Linked DNA regions of Anas platyrhynchos: region 2 is linked to region 1. Evidence: chromatin contacts called from public Hi-C data. All regions are on one chromosome and are shown on one strand. The core of a region is the stretch at or near the end of the contact, and the rest is flanking DNA. Distances in the headings are between cores, read along the strand shown. Region 1 has its middle 3.5 kb from the start of IGFBP5. Region 2 has its middle 57 kb from the start of IGFBP5.

Region 1 (3,705 bases), core at 740-3,239:
GGTTTTATTTGATCATACCTGAATCCCTGCTTAGATCCCAGTTAACTGCTACCAAATAGGCACCCCTAAGGTAAGAAAAGCAAACCCCTTTGGATTTTATCTAGAAGCATTGTTAAATGGTTTCTCCAGTTGACACTTATGACTTTTACAGCATATTAATTGCATCCTGCTGCTGGTTTTTATGAGGCTCTGCTGCTGGTCTGCCTGGGTGCCTTGCAGAAAATAGCAGCGGGCAGAGGAGCACTTCTCACCTGGAGATTTGGGAGCGCTTTGTGAAAGGGCAGGAGAGAGCTGGCTTTTCCTTTTCCTCTCCACCACCCTGTAAGAAACAGAGAGTCCCAAATAAGCTCTGCTGCGGAGACAGCAAGAGTATGGAGAGGGGTGGCGGGGAGGTTTCCCTCCCACTCCAGCCTGCAGGACACGAAGCGGCGAGGCGTGTAGGGAGCTGCCTCCGTGCAGCCCAGCTGCAAGCCCTGGCACAGGAGAATTGGGCACGGCTGGATCGCTACGGGGCAGGGATCCTGCGAGGCAGCCCCAGGGAAGCTGCCCTAATTTCGGGCTGCCTGGGAGCTGTCTCCCGGGCTTTCAGAGCAGGCCACATCCAAGTGGTGTGAAGTTGTCCTGAGGCCACCCTCGCTTCCCTCCTACGCTGAGCTGCGAGGCTGTGCCGGGACCTTCATCCATCACAGTGCACCTGGAAACTCTGTCAGATACTCAACCAGGGCAAGGTAAAGTTTTAGCCAGGAGACGTGCCCTGGTAACAGGTTTTCTGCCCAAATATTGAAGTGGCCTTAACTGTGAGGATCCATCCTGCTGAGCCCTGGAGCAGGGATGGAGTTGCAGATGACTGCTTGGTGTGTGCCATCATGCTCCTCACAAGGGCTGGCTTCTTGACATTTGTGCTGATGCTCCAAAAAACCCCACAGCCCTGGGAATAAAAGACAGCAATGGGGCAGTGTACAGCTGGTCACGAGCTGTAGCAGAGCCCACGGATCATGAAGATCTCATTTCTCTTGGCCTTTTCTCTTCCAGGGGAGGTCACAATGATGTTTTATGTTTAAAAGGCATGCTTTCATATTTTGGGGGGATAAACAAGAGGAAACCAAGGTTTCTGTTAGTGTCTGCTAATATACTTCATTGCTATAGGCTCTATTTGTTACATATGGCTCCTTCCTGGGGAAAAAAAAAGAAAAAAAAAAAAAAGAAAAAAAAAGAGAAGTAGTCATTTGGAAAAGAGTTACCATTCTTTATATCTCAGATACGTCACGCTTCATTATGATACTCTCTGTAATGTGCAAAAGCACTGACTTTCCTGGGCATGATAATGAAGATGAAACTTGTGCTTTAATCAGTTTGGGCTAATCTGTGTGTTTTGGAGGCACTCAGAACATCAAACAAGTTCAGGCAATCTAGAAAGATTAAGGGCTGAATCACAGATACATGGATGAGATTTTTTTTTTCTTCTCCCTCCAAAACCACTGTCCAGTTGGTGTAGATCTGAAACTTGTTAGGAAAATAATGCTTATACAGGAGATTTTTTTATTTTTTTCATGTGCAAGTATTAAAAAACGCCAACAGGTTGTGAAATCAGGTGCCTGAAGCATCGTTACGAAAACAGCCTATATTTCATCCTTGGTGTAAAAAATCCCGGAGGGCAAAATGTCAAGTGACAAAACTGGAACTGATGAGGCAAGCCTTGGGGGAGAAGCACAAAAAGGGAAGATGGGCAACAGCAGGCGGTGCAGATACCAACACGCTACTTCACTTTGAATGGAGGCTGGGTTGAGAGTCAGGAGTAAACTCGGATTCCTTCCCAAGATGTTCGTCCTTCTCTCGGGTGATGCCTCCATCCCTGCGATGCTAACCCCGAGAGGTGTTCACAGCTTCATGCTGGGAGCCCCTTTCCAGCAGGCGCGAGCAGCCTGTGCTGCAGCGGTGGGTGTAGTAGAGCTAGCGAGGGCTAGGTGGCATACTGGATTCGTTGGAGTCACCTCCAAGGACTTCCTTCCACATCCAGCAAGGGCTAGGCTGAATGAAATTATCTCTTTGCAGGCAGCTTTCTGTGTCATTAAAAAAACAAAGCAACCGATGCTTCCAGTGAAGACAGCATCAATGTTTTGCTTTCTAACATGCCTCATGGGGGTATCAATTTTAAACCGCATGTAGGAATGGAGTCTCCCCTCACCAGATCAGCGCCTGGGTGTTCTGCGTGCCGGGGTTGGCTCCGTTTCACGTTATCAAGGCTCGGCTGCCAAGATTTCCAGCGATGCCTGGTGACTGGGGTGCCTCCATCTCCCCCATCGCCACCCGAGTCACCTTGCAAGGTGTGGGGGATGCCAGCTCCCGCGCGTCGCAAGGCCCTTTCACAAGGGCCAGAGCTCAAAGCCCGTACTGGATGTTTAAACGATAGAGGCAGAACTTGCTCAGGGGACAAATTCCTCTTGCCTGAGCACAGGCGAAATTAGTTTCTTTTGCTAACGGGGAAAAGACAGATGTTTCATCACGAGCAGACAGCAGAGGTTTCCCTTTGCGCCTTCCCGGCCGGTGCAGAGAGCTGAGGCCTTTGCCTTGCTCAAAGGGCCTGAGCAGGGTCCCCGTGCGTGGGCAAGTGGCTCGGTGTCCCCTGGGGCCATTTTCCCCCTCCCAGCCCCGCGGGCATGGACCTGCGTACGCGGTTGTGCTCGCTTGGGATGTCAGGGCAGCGCAGCTTGGCTCTGGGGAGGAGGCTGGCCTCGTTCCAGAGGCTCGGGAGGGCCGGGGAGGAGTTGCAAAAGCAGCTTCGTCTTCCCCTGTCTGCCACAGGGCCGGTGAGGATCCTGCATATCAGAGGGAACCGGGTGGGTTCAGACGGCTGCCTTCGAAAGCAGTTGGGAATCTTCTCGTCGAGGTGCTCGGCAAGCTCAAAATATCCCCGCGATTCGCTCGCTTTCCACCTCCACCTTCCCCCGCTCCGTGCTGCCCACATTCTTTTTTTGTTATTAATTGTTTTAGATTCAGACAATGCCTCTCCTTTGGCCTCAGGCAGGCGCACTGGCTGAATCACTAAAACACTTTAACACACATCTGCTGAGGCAGCAAAAATCGGTATCTCTCCCGCTCTCCTTTTTTTTTTTTTCCCTCTCCCATTCTCTGCCTCTCCAGTATCACAGTCAAAAGGTGACCGAGGCACAAAGTAGAGCTGGAATTGGCTGAAAAGAGAAAGTGCTCCCAGCTGAAGGGCAGAAAACACCTGCATCTAATAAAAACAAATGAGAAACATCATCAATAACCAGTAGAAAAAAAAAAATAATGGCATAAATAAAAGGAAAAGTATAAATTCAGATGGTCTCTGGGAAACTTGAACAGATGCCCCAGCCTGCTGTCTTCTGGAGGTATTGTCTGGTTGTTTGCTTTGTGATGCAGTGAAATACAGAGGGTTGCCATGTCTCTCTGGCATAGAGCAAGGAGCTTTAGAAACCTTGCTGATGCCACGGTGATGGGTGGCTCATAAATAAGTCAGATTGTTGCCCTGGTGGGAGAGGGGCGTCTCCTGGAAGGAGCAAGCATCCTCTGAAGGGCTCTCCTTTTGTCCCCTGTGAGGCCTTGCACGTTTTGCTGGGAGCATTAGGAAAAGGGTTTAGGCAAGCAAGCATGCTTGGGATTGACCAAGCAGAGGTTTCTTACAGGTGTGCTCAGTGTGATGTGGGGAGGCACTTTGTGATCATG
Region 2 (3,705 bases), core at 771-3,270, 54 kb after region 1:
TATCTTCTCTTGAGGATGGCAGCAAACAATCTAAACAAGGAATTGTATGTATGGAACAACTTAGTCCCCATGCAAACAATATGGGGACATGAGGGATTTCTGTGAGATTTATTTATTTATTTATTCATGTATCCAAATTACCCACAGATTTCTCTACATTACAGTCTTTGCTTAGAGGGGACTGTGTTCTATAATTAAGTCAAGTTGATTAGACAGTTTCACAGAAGAGGATCTAGTTCACAATATGTCATCTGACCTTTTCTGTCTTTTTCCTCAGCTCTGATCAGTTGTGAAGTAATTCTGAATTTTCAAAACAATTCGTTCTTCAGTTTGGAATAATGACAGTAAATAGTTCTTTAAATAGCCTCATTTGTCAGCTGTCCACCGGGATTAGTTAACATTAAAGAGCAGATCTCCTTTAACTGGATACTTAAGCTGTCTACTGCTGACCTTCTATATGATCGCAGGTAGATGTTCTTGGAGGGTCTTGGATTCACTGATTATGAAGTTGGAAGGGATGTCTCTAATTGTTCCATTCTGCAATACTGAGACTTGAAGGTTTCCCTGTTTCAATCAGTGTACCAGTTAGAAAAAAAAAAAAAGCAAAAAAAAAAAAAGCAATAACTCATCCTCACCAAAATATTTCTAGTGCTTGGGGTTGTACCATCAGCTAGAATTCGATTGCTTCAGGGATTAATCATACTTTTGACTGAACATTTGAACTCTGTTTCTGGCCAGGATATATCTAACTTCAACTTCTACATGTAAGCTGTTTTTATCTATAAATATTCTTGCTCGCAGTGTGAGACTAAAAAGTGCTACCAAATTCAAGTAGTTTTGAGTATGACATTCGTGTGTAATAGTTCCCCAGAAACTTCAGGACTTCTGTAGATGCCTCTGTGACTGTATCATATTTACCTAATCCATGGAGAGCTCTGCATGCAGTGTCTAATTAATCTGCCTATACACTGCAGGTGCTTCTGACATTTTTGGAGATACAGCAGCCTCTGTTGAGCAACAGAGGTCCAACAAAAGGCCTAAAATTCACCTAGAGTAGAAGTCCAGATGAGAAAAGGGAGCATAGCCAGGAAAAAAATGTGTTTTAGTATCTCTCTATAGAGCAACTATCTTCTATCGATGTCACTGGCCCTCAGCAAAGCTGGATGTCTTAAACAATGCCTCAGTATACTGGATACAAGCTTCACTCTCCCCCCACTTCAGCTATCCTTGATTGCACACTTCCAGGTGCTGATTTCCAGATTAAGGGAGTCTTTATTTTAGACTTTTCACACGCTATCAACATGGTGTTTGATTACATCAATAGTGGCAAAATATCAGTACTTAGTGCAAATAAAGAGACGTTTTAAGCAGGGAGATCTATTTTTGTCACTTCCTCCTGTGGGGCAGGTTATCAAGATGACCTGCAAACAGCATTGCAGCAGAGAACAGCTAACTGTTTGGGGAGGTGGAGAGGGGGAGACAGATGGTATTTATGGTCTGTCATAAACAGTGAAGGACTCTTTGGACAATAGCCTAATAAATACTCTAAAAAGAAACTGCTGGACTCTCATAACTCAGTATACAGACTGTCATCCTCTCCCTCCTGCTTTGTGATCTGGCTACAATTTGCCTTTTAGTATTGCAATACTGAACTCAACTCTTAAGGACAAACTTTGGAAGCACAGATGAAAGATGTTGCAGGACCCCTTATGGGCAGGAGCTATGCAGAACTCCAGGGAATGGTTATGCTTGCCTTCCTAAATCTGGGTTGCCCTACCAGGCCTGCTGCTGCCTCTTAGGGACCTCTTTCCAACTGTGGTCTCAGTCTTGGGGTCAGCAGGTCCCATGTGCTCTACCTTAGAATGATGCAGTCTCTGAAAACAGAATTTGGACATAGATCTAGGTTTGATGCAGGTAGAGATTGACTCTAGTGGTATAATGTTTGGGTCCAGGTCTCAGACTGAAAAGAGGTCTGCATTCATCTCTGCTAGGAGAGTACTGGGAGTAAGAGTGTCTGGAGGATAGCACCCATAAGGAATCCCCCAGTGATCTGGAGTCCTGTGCCCAGCATGTTAGCTCCTCTCTGCAGACTAACAAGGCAGAAGGAAGGGAGATGATGCTGGAGAGCTCACCAGAGAGAGGCAGCTAGCAACAATACATGGAAGACAAGTTGTGCTTTGCCCTGAGAAAACAGTTCCTTTCACTGCTGGGGTCTGCCTTGATCCTCCTCATTTTTGAGTGAGGCAGCAGGCTCAGGAAGATAACTCTTTGTTGTCCCCTAAGTTACTCAGAGGGAAAGAGCATCATCATTTTCTAGAAATAGTGGTCGCCTTCCTTCAGCCCCAATCAGCTCAGCAAGTGGAGCCTCTGGACTGCCTTCCCACTTGGACTTTCTCCAGGAAGACCACTAGGCCAGACAGCAACTGTTGCTGCGAGCGGGGTGTTTCTACCGGGAGTGCTGACAGCCTGTTTTCATCAGCTCCAAATGGAAAAAATTGTTTGGAAAAAGGCCTGAAATGTTTATCAAAGAACCATGGCATTTAGTGTAAATGATGAAATGACGGCAAATTAATCTAAAACCCACCATCGCTGCTATCAGGAATCATGGATTGTAATAGCTGCGTGATGGTCAGTAGGAATTTCACCCTTGAGGGCTGATATTTTACCTTTCAATTGAAATTCAACAGCTTCTGGGGTGGATCACAGTCTGTGCAGTGCACCGGCGCCCCTGAAGAGTGGGGAGTTAAAAGGTGATCATTGCATTGTAGTTTTCATGGCTGCTTCATGCTGCTGCATCTGCCCATGATCTTTAGGACCATTTTGTCTTACACTGTGAAGTTTTTCACTACAGAGACCAGCTTGTTGTTCTGTGCTGTGAGGAGAATTAATAATCCCCATCATGGTTGATGATACAAACATAAGACTATCTGGGATGGAAGGATTAAAGACCACAAGGAGAACAACTGCTTGAATGTCTTGTGGTAACCCCAGAGAGATCTTTCCTTTCCTTCAGCAATCAGGAGTTAAGGCTGTTCAGGCTGCTTCTCTAACAAATAATACCCTTCAGGCCTTCCTGACTCATTTGCAGAGCAATAATTAGGACAGAAGAGTTTCCTCCACTCAATCAGCATTACCATCTCTTGTGGTGCCCTGCTGGTGATGTGTGTAACTTTTATGCCTAGAGAAAAGGTTTTAAACATACATGAGCTGCAACAATCACATGTAAATCATGTAAATAATAAAAAAAAAAAGCTTGCATTTTTTAAAGTTGTACTTCTAGCTGTCATGGGCCAAGGCCTAACTTCCAAACTAGGAACCGAGTGTAAAGTTGTGGTGGGATTTTTGCAGCAGTTTGCAGACACCCCTCAGGTATCATTGCATTCACCTTTGGATGTCAGTCTGGTGACAGGTCTACACAGCCTGTAAGCAACAGCATTTTCAAGGACAGAGAGGATGGAGATGAAAACTTCCTCTGCTCAGCCCACTACCCTACACACATCTCTTCAGACCTATCTACCCTGGTGCTCATTAGGCTTCCCCTCTGCTTTTCTCTTGCTGTAAAGCACTTGGCCAGCAAGAATATCCTGCGAGGTGCTGGGCCTGAGGTCGAAGGGAGGGTGGAGAGAAAGCTATTTTTGCTCTTATCGCACTGTGAGATTTGTTGCATTCCGAGGAAATCATTTGGTACTTGGCTTTCCCTGCTGC

The links. A called contact is a pair of places that touch in the nucleus more often than the background predicts.
Region 2: a Hi-C map of small yellow follicle shows a contact between it and region 1, with 2.2 times the contacts expected there. The contact joins two enhancer-like sites. A contact is called at or near these places in 2 of 8 Hi-C or Micro-C datasets (liver and small yellow follicle).

What each region holds. Positions count from the first base shown.
Region 1 is chr7:7,199,297-7,203,001 of IASCAAS_PekinDuck_T2T, forward strand. No RefSeq gene overlaps it. Among named protein-coding and RNA genes, the nearest start is that of IGFBP5, 3.5 kb to the left of the region's middle. Within about 2 kb of position 1,990, at least 5 of the 8 cell types and tissues checked have an H3K27ac peak or open chromatin away from gene starts, as enhancers often do.
Region 2 is chr7:7,252,836-7,256,540 of IASCAAS_PekinDuck_T2T, forward strand. No RefSeq gene overlaps it. Among named protein-coding and RNA genes, the nearest start is that of IGFBP5, 57 kb to the left of the region's middle. Within about 2 kb of position 2,021, at least 1 of the 8 cell types and tissues checked has an H3K27ac peak or open chromatin away from gene starts, as enhancers often do.